Regions from separate parts of the Sus scrofa genome. Here regions 1 and 2 are each linked to region 3. A link is a contact called in public HiChIP or PLAC-seq and promoter capture Hi-C data. All regions are on one chromosome and are shown on one strand. Each heading gives the region's core, a stretch centred on a gene start, on an enhancer-like site or on the middle of the called end of the contact. The rest is flanking DNA. Distances are from core to core; before and after follow the strand shown.

Region 1 (4,913 bases), core at 70-2,569, 740 kb after region 3:
GACCCAAATGAATGGAAATCATATGCCCACATAAAAACCTTCACACTAATGTTCGAAGCAGCATTACGGCCAAAAAGCAGAAACATTCTTAATGTCCACTAACTGAAAATGGATAAACAAAAAATGTGATATTGTGGTACATCAATACATTGGAATACTACCCAACCATAAAAAAGCAGAAATACTGATACATGCTACACATGGATATGAACCTTGAAAACAGACTATATGAAGGAAGCCAGACACTAAAAGCCACATATTGTATAATTCCATTTATACGAAATTTCCAGAATAGGCAAATCCATAGAAACAGAAAGGAGGTCAGTGGTTGCCAAGGGGTGGGATAAGGAGGGAATGGGGAGCGACTGCTAAGGGGTACAGAGTTTTATTTGGGGGAGATGAAAAAGTTCTGCATAATGGTGATAGTTGCACAACTTGGTTAAAGTACTAAAGGTCGCCCTTTAAACAGATGAATTTCATGGTATGTGAAGCATACCTCAATTTTTAAAAAATTTGTTCATCTAGAGAAAGAGATAGCATATACATGTACTCTACCTACATATGTATTACGTACATATATGTAATCTCTTTATAAATAAACGTTTTGGGGGTTGGTTATTTCCTGAAATATACTTCACACACACAAATAAAGGAATGGTGGCACAGAGTGACTCGGAGCAATTGTGAGCCCTGGAGCCGTGGATCTGGGGTGCGCCCCAGCCTGCCTCAGCGTCTCCATCAGTACTCACCTTCCACCCATCACTCAGCTACCCCCCGCTGCCTGGTCCAGTGTCAGGGCCAAGGACGACTCACGGCTGCTGCCCGGCTCCGCCGCGGGCGCCCAGGGCCAGCCCGCCCTCCCGCCCGCGCTGGGGCCGCCGCGCCGCGGGGCTCGGGCGCTGCCCACGGGCCGGGAGGGAACCCAGTGGCTCTGGCGGGCCCAGCCGCTCGGTCGCTCCCCTCGCCCCCGCGTCCCCACGCCCCGGTCCCTGGGTCCCCAGCCCGGCCCCGACGCACCTCCCTCCGGTACCTGGGATGCGCCCGAACCCGGCGCGGCGGCCAAAGCCGAGACTTTCCCTCCATTAACACCTGCCCCCGAGCGCGGTGCGAGGCGAGGGGACCCTGCCTCCTCAGACGCGACCAAGGCACGCGGGTCGGAGGATGGAAGAGGCATTCACCTAGGCCCCGAGGCGGCGGCGGCGGCGGCTGCCCGGCCCCCGGCTCCTTCGTCTCGCTTGCCTCCTCGCGCCGTCGCGGCCGCGCGCTTGACAGCCGGGGAGCCGGCGCCCGTGGCCCGCGGGCTCCCCGCTGCCCGCCCTGCCCCGCCCCGCCCCCGCGCGGCCGCCCCGCGCACGCGCAGCCATCTCCGCGGAGGGGGAAGCGAGCGCCTGATGATGTGGCCGCGGGGGCGGCAACCGGGAGCGCCAGCGCCGCCCCTCCCGGACCCTTCGCCGCACCCTGACCGAAGCCTGCCCGGAACCCTGTTGAGCAGAGCCGGAGGGGAATTTTCAGGGGAGCCAACTGAGCAGAGCAGGGCTGTGGCCTTCCTTTTTTGCCAGCCCACACCATCCCCTCTGACCCCAGCAGATCCACATCTCTGGCTGCTCCTAGGACCAAACCCCCAAATCCGTGACTCATGATTTCTGTTCTCAAACTGTTGTCTGTTGGCTAAGAGGTGAGCGTGCTGAACCCTAACCACTAGACCTCAAGGGCCGGGTTTGATGTAGGTCCCCATTCCTTGTGTCTTTGGCGATAAATTCAGCGAAGACACTGAGAGTAGTGAGGCAAATGAGGTGTTTTATTAAGGGAGAAGATGGGCTAGGGAGTTGGAGGGGGCGGGAGACCAACAGAAAGAGAGCAGCACGTCCAAATCTCTTGAATGGGGGCAGTCCTTCTGGGCTTTCTCTGGCCAATCACCTTGCTTTGCCTGACCTTGAATCCATATTTGGCCTGACTCAGGGCCCTACCCTACGTTCACGCCTATCTTTTAGCCAGTATGGATCCTAGCTCAAGGGTCTCTGGGAAGTTAACAGGCTGCATTATGGCCTAGTGCCCACCTCCCTTCTTGCACATGTGTAGTTCAGGAGGTCTCCTTTACCTCGACAATGAGAAATATTTTATCTTTTATCCAAGAAGGATGCAGCTCCTGCCGTAATTTTTATCGTGAAGTATCTGTCCTCAGGGGACAGATTCCAGTTGCTCCGCCTGGGACCTATCTCCTGCCTCAAGACCAGGGGCCTCCTGTTGGGCTGGCTTCATGTTTCGTTCTCACAGACCAGGGTTTAAACTGTGTATGCCTTTCTTCAGAGCAGCACAGAATGGGCCATGGAGAGGAGAGAAGAGAGAAGCCCCCCAAGGGGATGAGATTTAGGGCAGCTCCTGGCAGTGTTCAAGCAAAGTGCATGGGACCTGTGGAAGTGGCTGGAAGGCCAGACTTTTCAAGATTGCCCATGCTTATTTTTAAATATAGGTTAAAGTGAGCCAAGGTTTGCAAAGTGAAGCTGAGAACTCATTTATTTTATTTAACAGCTGTCTTTGGAGCATCTTTTGCAGGTGATTCCGGTAATGGGCAGTACTCCAGTGGTATTCCACTAACCAAAACAAAGGTTTTCATCCTCAGGCTCTTCTCCTAAGAGAGAGACTATCATTTTAAAAATTATGCACCAGAAGTTCCCACTGTGGCACAGTGGATTAATGGTTAATGATCTGGCTTGTCTCTGTGGTGATGCCAGTTCAATCCTTGGACCAGTGCGAAGGGTTAATGATCCAGCGATGCCACAGCCATGGCACTGGTCATAGCTGTGGTTCGGATTCACTCCCTGTCCTGGGAACTTCCATATGCCTCGGGTGCAGCCAAAAAAGGACAAAAAAAAAAAAAAAAAAGATTTCTGCACAAACCTCCATATATAGGAAACCCTCTACAGGTTTTGAAAACTCTACCAGCATTTTTTTCTGAAAGATGATGGTTTCCAGTGCCCTGGATTTCATTAGTCGGCATGTGGCAACCTTCTACTCATGCAGTGCTCTTCATTCTGTATGCTGCAACCTAGAGTATTTAGATATTTTAAGCTTCAAGTTGGAATTCATATTTAAGTTAAATTTGAATTCTGAAAATAACTCAAGGTGGAAGCTGGTGAAGTGACACCCTCTTCTGAAAAATTAGGTGCCAACATGTGCTGGCAACAATGATCACTTTGATTCTTCATCTTCTGCCTGACAGCTGGCAAATTCAAATGTGAAGCAAGTGACTTAGAATTGAGGATATGTAGTAATCACTGTTGTGATGATTGCTTGAAAAAAGCCTGGGAGTTATGAAAATGTGTAACAAAGGGACTTGCCTGTTCTAAAGGATAAGAAAGATCTCTTTGAGGAAATGATATTTAATCGGAGCCTGGAAAAATAAAGAAGAGTAGTCCTGGCAACAAAGGGAAGGGGGTGGGGTAAGGAGTGTGCCCTTGAAGCTGCAGAAACTGCAGGTTTGAAAGCCCTTTGGTGGGAAGGGGTTCCACCTGTGGAGGCCTTGGGACAGGGCCCCTGTGGCTGGGATGAGGTGGCTAGCTCTGCGGGAGAGGAAGGTGGGCGCCTTGAGGGCCATGATGAAGGCTTTGGACTTATTCCTAAAGACAAAAAAAAAAAAAAAAAGCCACTGAAGAGTTGGAAAGGGTCCATCTGGACATGATGAGAATCCGTATTTGTAAAAGACATTTCCGGCTGCAGTGTGGAGCAGGAATAAGAACTGAGCTATAAAGGAAGTGCGAAGACCAGCTTACAGGCAATGCGGATTAGGAGATGGTGGATCAAAGAAATAGAACAGGGTTAGAACTGTAAGGACATGGAGTCCCCACTGTGGCCCAGTGGGTTAAGAACGCAACACAGTGTCCACGAGGATGCAGGTTTGATCCCTGGCCTTGCTCAGTGGGTTAAGGATCTGGCATTGCTGCAAGCTGCGGCGTAGGTTGCAGATGTGGCTGAGATCCCACATTGCTGTGGCTGTGGCATAAGCTGGCAGCTACAGCTCCCATTCGACCCCTAGTTTGGGAACTTCCAAATGCCAAAGGTGCAGCCCTAAAAAGAAAAATAACCAAGAAAAAAAAAAAAGTAAAGACTTGATCTTTGCAAGTGGAAGGTGAAGAAAAGTGTCCAAAACTGACTGACCCCCAGGTTTCTAGCTTGAGCTTACCCTACTCCCTAAGGGGGGAAACCCGGGGGAGGAAGTCTGAGGGACTATTTTGAGTTTCTTTACATGTGTTGAGTTTGACGTCTCTCTATGAGACATATCTGGGAAGATGCTCCATATATATTTGGAAAATAAATCTGGAACTCAAAGTAGCGGAAGAAGAAATCGAAGCTAAATTCTAAGAGATCAGGGAATATGACTTGTTTGTAAGAATTGAACCTGTAAACTTTAGAGAAAATGAGCAAAAGCAAAGGAACCTAAAATTTACTATTTGTGAGACCCTTCAGAGAGATTATTTCATTTGATCCTCACTCCCTATGAGGGTGGTATTATAATCTTTATTTCTCATGTACGGAAGCTAGGGTTTTAATCCTTGCTCAAAATTACTTAAATTCCCAACTAAATAAGAATCTCTGTGGATAGTTCTGATGACCACTGAGGTTCAAGAACTACCAGATGGACCACTTCAAAGTGATCCCACTAACCATATAAAACAGGATTAGGGGAAAGCATGATTCAAAGGAACTGGAGCCCAGGCAGCACATTTTTGCAGACACATGTCTCTGTTTCTTTCCCAACCCCAGACCCCCATTATAATACCCTTCCTGGGACTCTCTAGGACATTCATTTGTTCATTCATTCAACAGGCAGTTATGGTGGACCTACTGTGTACCAAATAACAATACTCATTCATTTGTTTATAAGTATTTATTGAGCACTCACCTAGTGCCAAGCC
Region 2 (5,009 bases), core at 650-3,149, 860 kb after region 3:
TTTGGCCCAATATCCCATGGCTAGTAAGTGGCAGAGCTATGATTCGGATCAACACAATTTGACTGTAGAATCTGTGCTTTTAATTACTACATTACACTTCCTGTTGCCCTGATTTAATAGATTAGTGAATATGCAGATTCAAATTGCTCTGACTTGTGATTTCAATGTATCATAATGAGCTATTGGGAGATTAATTACAGTGATTAAGACAAATGTGAAGAATACAGCAAAGTCAAACTCATGATCACATGGGTAGTAAAAGGAAAAAAGTGTGCCAGCCGTTAGGTACTGATGTTACCTGCTATTTTCAAGTTTTCTTCCTCTTTTCTTTTTTTTTTTTTTTTTGTCTTTTTGTCTTTTGTTGTTGTTGTTGTTGCTATTTCCTGGGCCGCTCCCGCGGCATATGGAGATTCCCAGGCTAGGGGTCTCATCGGAGCGGTAGCCACCGGCCTATGCCAGAGCCACAGCAACGTGGGATCCGAGCCGTGTCTGCAACCTACACCACAGTTCACGGCAACGCCGGATCGCCAACCCACTGAGCAAGGGCAGGGACTGAACCCGCAACCTCATGGTTCCTAGTCGGATTCGTTAACCACTGCGCCACGATGGGAACTCCTCTTCCTCTTTTCTTTTCTAAAATGCCCAAGAAGACATCAAGCACCCCATGGGGGTGGGATCCACTTTTCTCATCTGCTTTTTCATAATAATCTCTGCATCTAGGATTGTGTCTGGTACATAGTGGGCATTCAAATATTTGACCTACTGTAGATTCACCGGCCTCAGGGAAAACTCTTCAAGAAACTGCTTACTTGCTTTGATAAAGTTAATTATTTTTGGTCCTTTATAAGATTACAGAAGACATTAAAAAAATTCCTATTGTTAAAAATTAAAGACATAGGTAGTCACAATAAAACTTGAAAATTCACTAATAACCAACACTTACTCTTTTCCAGTTGACTTCCTGTTGAGAGTGATTTGAGTTCTCTTAGTATTTACATGCACACATGCAAGTACACGTTTGTAGAAAAATACAAATGTAACCACAAATACACATTATTCTGCAGCTACCTTCTGTCAGTTTCTGGTGTCTCTATAAATCTACTTCATTTCTTTTAACACCGATCTAGCATTTCGTAGTATGCACATATTAAACTTTATGTATTTACTCCCTATTGATTGACATTTAAATCTCCTTACTACTATTAAAAACCATGCCGTAGTGAACACTGCCATGCAATTACCTGTACACATGCAGCATTACTGGGTAACATAGATCTGATCACCAAAAAGCCACTTGGTAGGTAGGCGCATTTTAGAACTCAAAACAGCTTTTCTTCTCCACTCCGTCGTCCCCGCCCTGCCTTTTTAGAGGAGGTGGGTAGAGAGCCCAAGAGAACAAGATAAGCAGAGAAGTAAAATTCCTCGCTTAAGTGTTCATAAAGTAACCCCTTCTCTTGAACACCTTCCCCCCCTCCAACTCAAGAAAAGGTGTGCAGGACAAGAGCTGAAAGAGCTCCGACAGGGGCGACCGGGAAGGCGTTGGCTGTACGGGCTTCTTGGAAGAAGCGCTTGGACAGCCACGTCCTCGAGGACCACACCTTCTTGTTCAGCCGCCGCTCCATCAATTTTGTGCTTTTCAGGCTAGACTGGGGGATAAATTCCCCTGGTATAAAAATGGCTTGGAGACAGTAGAGCGAAAGTGAAGATAACGATGGGGCGTGAGACATGAACTGAATGGTGGCGAGGCCGAAGTAGCAGCGGGAGGACACCGCAAGCACCGCCGCCGCCGCCATGGCCATCGCTTTCTGCCACCGCGGAGGACTCGCTTTCCCAGCGGTCCCCGCGGCCCGGCAGGGGCATTGGGCCCGGCTGGCCCTTGCGAGCGAGGGGCGGAGCCCGGGCCGGAAGTCACGTGCTATGACAGCCGCCGGGGTGAGGCCGCCGTTGTAGCTCAGGCTGGTTGGGGCTGTGACTGTGGGAGGCGCCGGTGCGATGGCGGTAGAGACGCTGTCCCCGGACTGGGAGTTCGACCGCGTTGACGACGGCTCACAGAGTAAGGGAGCGGCAGGGCAAGGACTGCGGGTGGGCGCTCCCCATCCCGCCTCAGCCAGGGCAGCGCTTGTGCAGGAGGGCTCTTGGAGCGGCGCGTAGCCCCCGGGTTCGGGATACTTTCTGCGCCTTAGGGTGTGAGAGGGACGCCTTCCAAACGTAACTTTCGGGGTTGGGAGTCCACGCGATGGTGGCTCAGGCTGGCCAGGCCAGGGCTTGGCTATTTGGGCGGTGACTGTCCTGGGGCGACCGCAGTGGCCAGTGGGCGCGGCGTCCACTTTGTGCAGCCGCGGGCCCTGACGGGGCGCGCCCGGGAGGCCAGGACCCCGGGGAGGGGAGGCCGCCGCGACTCTGGCCTCTGGGGCTTTAACCAGATCCTCAGAACGTTCAGTTCTAAGTGAGGCTGAAGTCCGGGTTCCTGTTTCGGTTTCCTGTTTTTCTTCTTTTTCCTCCCAAACCAACTTGTGGAAGTTTGAGTGTTTTTTTTCATTCATATTATTATTACTGTAGAAGATAGTGAAAAAGAACTCTTCACGCGGTAAAATATATACACGCGAATGTCAGTTTATCTCCCTCGAGGTCTTTTATTTATGTTAAGTGGTCTTTTTCAGTGTTGTCCTGTAGTTTTCAGCGCACCTAGAAAGGTTTCAGAAATTATAGTAAGTCTACTTCAGCTTTTACTATGTAAAATTGAGTTGTCTCATTTTACCTTATAAGTCTAACCCCCCAAAACTTAACAAATTCAGTTTCATGGAGCAAAGTTTAGATGCCAAATTATTTTGGTGAAACGCTGCTTAAGATGAATACAAATTGGCAACCTGTTTCTTGCCATTGGTGGTATTAATTTTTATAGGTGATAAAAGAGATTTTGGGACATACTGCTAGAATGTTTTTTTTTAATGTAGGTTTTTCAGAAGGTGAACATAATTTTAAAAGATTACGTGTGATTTTTGCATAATTTTACAAAAACAAATTAGATATAATTAGGTTTTATTAACTACTCAAAGCGGTCTGAGTTTAATTCAGGATTCGGTTTTTCACAAAACATTCTGTAAGTTGTTAGCTCTTATGCACCGTGAAAAACCAGACCTGTTGGTAATAACAAAATTCTTTAACTTTTTTATGGGGAAGATTCTATATTCACTGTTAAAGTGAACTGCACCTTGTCATGTATGAAGTTTTACGGACAGAGACTCCCTAGTCTAGTGTCTGCAAAATAGTGGAATGAAAGTATGATTGGGGTTTGAAAATGATTCACGCAGGCATTTTCCGCATACCAGCACCTATGGTAGATATTAGGGATACAAAGATAAAACGAGGAATTCAGTCTTTTGGAAGAGATAAGCATGTAAATAGAATTTTACTCTCGAAGAATCACTGTGGAGTTCTTTCGAATCACTCTTATCAGTTTTAAAACTGTTATCAGTAAGGAACTTTAATATTATTACAGATTTTCTCTTGCCTGTTATTTTATGAATTCTCAAACAGGCTGAATGGACATTTTTTCTTTTTAGGGCCGCACCTGTGGTATGTGGAAGTTCCCAGGCTAGAGGTCGAATCTGAGCTGCAGCCCCCAACCTGTGTCACAGCTACAATAATGCTCTATCCAAGCTACATCTGCACCCAACACCACAGCTGATGGCAATGCCAGATCCTTAACGCACTAAGGCCAGGGATCAAACCTGCATCCTCATGGATACTAGTCGGGTTCGTTATCACTGAGCCACAATGAGAACTCCTAAATGAATAATTGATTGGCACTTTTTTTTAGCAATGTCATTAAGAACTTATTTGCTGGTTAAATGCAACTTCGGTCATTTCCCATGTAACAGACAATTAGACCCATACTTGGGATTATGAGAATCTTAGGCAGTTTTTAAAATTTAAGCTGTAGGGAAGAGAAGACCTCTTTTCTCTGTACCTGGTTTTCATTAATTTTTGGACTATGAATCATATGTAGACGAATTGTTTTCCAGAATTGCCTAGATTAATGCTATAATGAGATAAGAACTTTAATGAACTAACTTAACCCACTTGATTGGGAGCATTAGTTGAAAATAGAAGAAGAGTATGAATCTAGGTCTATATCCTAAGTAGGACATACTTAGAGTTGCTTAGCATTGATAATTTGAGAGAAAATTTTACTTTTTTTGGGAGACAACAATTGAATAAAGTTATTCATATCAATAAAAGAAACTTGGAATCAAATTTGCTGCCTTTGGACTAAATAGTGAATTCTTATGCATAAGGTGGAATATTTACTTTCATTAATTTTGATTAATAAGTATACCTTTCTTCAGTTTATTCCAAGGAGTGCCTAGAGTCATCTATTTATGTGTAAATTCTGTAAATATCACCACAATATTCTGTACCCAGTGTTCTTTACTGGCTTTCCCAACTCTTACTGTGATCAATAATTAAAACAAAATAACTTGATAAATTTTGGGCATTACAGGAATATTATTATGATGAAGCAGGTCTATCTAAAATGATTTTACTTTTTTTTTTGGTGGGGGGGCCGCACCCAAGGCACTTGGAGGTTTCCAGGCTAGGGGTCAGATTCAAGCTGTAGCTGCCAGCCTACGCCACAGCAACGTGGGAGCTGAGCTGCATCTCTGACCTACACCACAGCTCATGGCAACGCCAGATCCCCAACCCACTGAGCCAGGCCAGGGATCGAATCTGCAACCTCCTGGTTCCTAGTCGGGTTCATTTCTGCTGTGCCACGGCACAATGGGAACTCCTATAATCATTTTAAAAACAGCATTTTAATTTATATATTTTGTCCTCAGCTGCAGCATATGGAAGTTCCCAGGCTAGGGATTAAATTTGAGCTATAGCTGGGGTAGTGCTGGCTCCTTTAACCCACTGTGCCCGCTGCAGATTGAACCTGCACCTCCGCTGCAGTTGGATTCTTTTTTTTTTTTTTTTGTCTTTTTAGGGCCGCATATGGAGGTTCC
Region 3 (5,131 bases), core at 261-2,760:
TTAAATATCTCAGATTATAGCGGGAAGAAGATACATGTTGCCCAGAGAACATCCAGAGAAAGAGAATACAGTCAATTAAGACCTGTATTATTTTAAAGCATCACCATTTGGGACTAAAATTGCATCTCAATAGCACTTCATTCTCACTGTAAGGCATAAATAGTTGAATAAATTGGCATCAATTACGATGTTACAATTTCCATTCTCATTTGCTCTTCCCCTTTTTTCAAGGGAAAAAAAGGGGGGGGAGACAAAGACATATCCTTTCTGTGCTAATTTTTAAAAGAAGACAAAATACTGATATGCATTCAAGCATGAAATCTAGCAAACAGAAAAAACTCTAACCACCAAATTGAATTTTCAAATGCTACTACAAGGGTCCATGCAGCAAAGACTGGCTGACATTGTCTACTGTTCTGTAATCCCAAAAGCAATTTCTAATTTCTTTCCAAATATCATCTTCACTCTAACCCCAAAGCTGCCCAGAAAATTCCTTCCTCGTAGCTAGAAGTGTCATTTTTTAAAGGTGCCGTGGGGGGAGGAGAGAGATCCTCAGAACACTTAAAATACAGGAGCTGTCTATATTTATGTATTTTTGCTGGGGGTTGGGGTGGTGCCACACCTCACCACAATCACTCACCCAAATAGTTGAGTCAGTATATGTTTAGATTCAATATATTAAAGAGAAACACTATCACCTCACATGGTATATATTTTCTTACAGGCAGGTTATGATATATGTGAAAGCTCAAGGCAATGCATACATATGTTTAATGTTTAAAGAAATCTGTATCCAAGAAAAGCAGCAGACCCTTCCTCCACCCTCCATTCTTTGGCATCAACAACCAGAGTTTTGCACCAATATAAGCCTTAAATTGAACTACGGGAGCAGAGTGAGAACGGAATAATTGCCTCTTAAGGAATTTTGGTTAAACTTTACTAATAAAACCCCCTATTTGTTAATGCCACTTACATTGATCAGTTCACCTCATCACTTTGTATTTCTGACTTGTCTCCATACAAGAGAGCCGAAACCACCCCAGTGACTCGTGGCACGGAACCGTGCAGTCCATGCAGGCTGGGATGCTATTTTTTAAAAGGTCATATGCTACTTAACCTTGCTTAAACCATCTTTTAGAGTACTCTGGGCGAGATTTCGTCTTGTAGGTGCTCTTCTAATTCTTTGTTCTCCAAGACTACTCCTGAGGCCCGGTATATCCTCCCCGCCTCCCACCGAAGATTAAAACCTTAGTCCAATCCGGAAGGCTTCCTTCCCACCTTCGGGGCAAGTCCAGGGACCGCAAGCCGCCAGATGGCTGCATTCTATACGCGTAAACCAGACTGCGGGGAAACCAAATCCACTCCTTCCTCCCGGGGACCTCGCTTCCTCCCCACGAAGGTGCGCGGGCTGGCCCGGGTCCCACCGTCCGCCCGGCCGACCTGTCGGTCCCGCCTGGGCGGCGCGGACACCCCGGGCAGGCATCCCCCCTACTCGGCCGGCTCAGGCCCGGGGCCCGCGCCTAACGCCCGCCCGCCGCGCGGCGCCCGGGGTGCCGGGGCAGACAAAGCGGCCCGGCCCTGCCATGCCCCCGCGGAGTGGCGGGCGGAAGAGGGGCGCTCCCCGGGAGCCCCCGCGCGGCGGAGGAGGAGGATCGGGGCCGGGGGTCCAGGCTGCATCCTCCCGCCCCCAGCCGGCTCGCCACACAAAATGGAGCCGGCCCGGACGCCACCGAGAGCGGGGCCCGACGGTGCCCCGGCGCCCCCTCCTCGGCCTCGGGCCCGGAGGTCGGCGGCGGCGAGCAGGAGGCGGCCTGGCCCGCGTCCCGCCGCTCCTCGGCCGGGCGCACAAAGAGCCGCGCCGCGGCCCAGCGCCCGCTTCCCAGCCGGGCCCGCAGCGGGGGAGGCCTCGCAGGCGCCGGCCCGGCCCCGGCCCCGGCCCGGGCGGGAGGGCGGGCAGGCGGGAGTGAGCCAAGTGCCCCCGGCCGCGGCGGCGTTGGCGGCGGGGACGGCGCCGGGAGGAGACGGACATTTCATTCGAGCTAAAGTGGAGTCGGTTTAGGAGCGATCATTGGCCGAAGCGAGACACAAACCTCCAATGCAGCCCTGGTTGGCTCCCGTCTCCAATCGGCTGTTTGGTTGGACAGAAAATGGCTGCGAAGGAACCAGTCCCAGCGCGGAGCTCCGCTTCCAGGACTCGGCCTTCCCTCCCTCCGCCGCGGGCCGCTTCCCTCGGCGCGACACCCTCCCTCCGCAGCTCCCGCGCGCCCGCCCGGCGCGGCCCCGCCCCGGCACGGCCCCGCCCCCAGCCCCGCCCCGTGCGCTGAGCAGCCCGCAGAGCCCGCTGCAGGCCGCCGCGAGTCGGTCCTGCGGCGCGAGCGGAGCCCGCGGGTGGCTTTTTCCTCGGCAGGGACTAGGGCTGGGGCTCGGTGCTAAGGTCAGTGCGGGCTTTCCGCGGTATTTTCCCCACGTCTTGCGCATGATTTCTCAGCTCTCCCTCTCTTTTCCATCCCCTCCCCTGGCGCACGTGGAAGTGTCTCACCCGCCAAAGTGCAGCCTGCCTGCGCCTCGAGTTTTAAGAAGGGGAAACCAAGGGCAAAAGCTGCCGGCCAGGCGACACTCGAGCTACAGGGTGGATCTGAACGGCGATTACCTCCTGGTATGCTTTCAGCGCCAGCTGTTCGCCTTGTGCCCCTGTTAAGTTTGCCACATGCACAACGCTCCCTCTCGGTCACCGAGCTCCCCGTTCGTTTTTTCAGATTTCACCTAAAGATACAATCCTCTGCTTTAGGTTTAACAACCTGCTCAGTCCAGCCAGCCTTCACCCCAGCTTAAAATGTTGCATATGCCCCACCCGCACAGTATTTGCGACATGCCATGTGGCTTTTCCCAACCAGATGATATTTGAGCTGCCAGAATCCATGGCCCCTTCTTGCCTCCGCGCAACCAGGCTCTCTGCCTGTCTTTCCCTGACTGCGTCTGTGTAGGACTTCCCTCGGCTGTGACTCTCACAGATGGGCGGTGAGCCAGACACCACACACTACAAAGGGGGCAGGATTTTTGCAACCAGAGCCGGGAATCGTTCCCTTTACTTCCACTAAACAAGTGGCCCGGTGCCACATTAAACTTTCCAGCTTTAATCTTTTAAAAATATATAGCCATGTTTTATTTATAAAGCTCCTACTGTTTCTCCGCATATTTTCACATTTCCCGAGCAAATAAGGAAGCAAAGACCAATGAAAGCCTCCAGATATTCCAAGAGAAATAAATAGCAATGCCACAATGGGATCAGACAACCTGATTTGAATTCCAGCTCCCCCACTTACTGGCTTCAGTGGCCCTGGCCAAATTCACCTCTCTGATCGTTTCCTTACCTTTATAATGGGGACTTCCTAACTCCTTCTTAGGATGGTTTGGAAGTCATTTAAAGTAAATGCACATAGAAAGCCCTAAAAAAGTTGGCCCATTAAGATCTTTTTATCACATGAATTTCGATCGTTATCAAACTTTTAAAAAACTCTTTTATGCTAAAAAAAAAAAAAAAGGAGTAAACTGGCCTGTGTTTAACTCCTCCCTTTCTTTATGATTACCCATAAAGTGGAGTTTGGGGAGTGAAATGATGCTCTCAAAGGCAGAAAAGAGCCTTTGAGAAGTCATAGAACAGGGAGAAGTATGACTAATCCACACACTGGATGATGAACCAAAAAATGCAAAGATATGGTGTTCCCCGTAGTGGCTCAGTGGTTAAAGAATCTGACTAGGAACCACGAGGTTGCGGGTTCGATCCCTGGCCTCGCTCAGTGGGTTAAGGATCCGGTGTCGCCATGAGCTGTGGTGTAGGCTGGCAGCTACAGCTCCCATTAGACCCTTAGCCTGGGAACCTCCATATGCCGCAGATGCGGCCTTAGAAAAGACAAACAAACAAAAAACACAAAGATAGCCGACTTTTCCTGAGTTAATATGGTATTATTTCAATTCCATGGGTCTAGTCTATGTGCTTAATTTAGATCCAACAGAAAGAACTGTTCAGCCCCTCTAGTGTCTACCAAGCACTGTGCTAGGAGCCCCAGGGCTACAAAGGTAAATAAAGCACTCTCTTTACCCCAGGAGGTAACTCAGGAGACTGGAAACCCAGTCCACACACCCTCTGCTGTTGATCCCAGGTGAACCTGCCCCAGCAACATGTGTTCATTAAGCCAGTAAGTGTTCCCATTTTTCATGACCCCATGGTGAAACTGAGAGATGTGGATCACAATTTAATGTCTTGGAAGAGACATTATCTAGACTAACCTAGACTTTGTATTAAAAGTCAGAAGACAATTGATTGTCTTTTTTCCTTCCCTAATCTGTATATTGCAACTGCCCCTTATACCACCATATGCAGGAGTCATAATTCAGCAACATTATTTTTTTTTAGGGCCACACCCATGGTATATGGAGGTTCCAGGCCAAGGGTCAGATTGGAGCTGTAGCTGTTGGCCTACGCCACAGCCACAGCAAGGCCAGATCTGAGCTCACGGCAACCCCAGATCCTTAACCCACTGAGCAAGGCCAGGGATCGAACCTACGTCCTCATGGATACTAGTCAGATTCGTTTCCCCTGAGCCATGACGGAACTCCTGAATTCAGCAACATTAAAACAGAATCCCTGGCACAATGAAGATTTCTCAGTTGGATTTTACTGTATTCCTTTAATGAGGCCTCATAAATTCCCGTGATGACAGTGTCTATTATAGTATTGTCTCGTTCCACCTTCCTCATCTGCTCGCACCCCGTCCTCTCCATCCATTCTCTGCCCTGAAGGGGCTGGAAGGATCAGCTTTGCCACACACACACACACCAGGCACTTGCCTTAAGTTTTTCACTGGCTCTTTTTCATCTTTGAGGCCTCATCTCTTTGAGGAGACTTTCCGTGACCCCTGACCCCTGACCCCAGGCCCCTGATACTTCCTAAAGCCCCACCCAGTTACTCTCTATAATGTCAGCCAGTCAGAGCATCATTATAAATGCTATTATGTTCACTCCAGTACACTTAGCCTCATTGTATGATCTTGGTTATTTACTGTCTATCAACATAGCCAAATGGGAACCCTTCTCATTCCTTCTCCTCTCACCAGAATGATGGCAGTAACCT

What was found. Promoter capture Hi-C pulls out the DNA fragments that hold promoters and counts their contacts. HiChIP or PLAC-seq counts read pairs in DNA pulled down with a chosen protein or histone mark.
Region 1: an H3K27ac HiChIP or PLAC-seq map of skeletal muscle shows a contact between it and region 3, with 4 times the contacts expected there. The contact joins the promoter of SLC41A2 here to the promoter of NFYB in region 3. A contact is called at or near these places in 1 of 5 promoter capture datasets (liver) and 2 of 2 datasets of contacts at active chromatin or transcription factors (alveolar macrophages and skeletal muscle).
Region 2: a promoter capture Hi-C map of liver shows a contact between it and region 3, with 6 times the contacts expected there. The contact joins the promoter of WASHC4 here to the promoter of NFYB in region 3. A contact is called at or near these places in 2 of 5 promoter capture datasets (fetal skeletal muscle and liver), 1 of 47 Hi-C or Micro-C datasets (heart right ventricle) and 1 of 2 datasets of contacts at active chromatin or transcription factors (alveolar macrophages).

What each region holds. Positions count from the first base shown.
Region 1 is chr5:79,590,319-79,595,231 of Sscrofa11.1, reverse strand. It overlaps SLC41A2 (solute carrier family 41 member 2), which reads right to left and starts at 1,319. Exons shown (of 12, transcript XM_005664183.3): 1 at 1,031-1,319.
Region 2 is chr5:79,471,545-79,476,553 of Sscrofa11.1, reverse strand. It overlaps WASHC4 (WASH complex subunit 4), which reads left to right and starts at 1,899. Exons shown (of 34, transcript XM_021092625.1): 1 at 1,899-2,053. The coding sequence starts at 1,993.
Region 3 is chr5:80,330,892-80,336,022 of Sscrofa11.1, reverse strand. It overlaps NFYB (nuclear transcription factor Y subunit beta), which reads right to left and starts at 1,510. Exons shown (of 8, transcript NM_001144930.1): 1 at 974-1,510.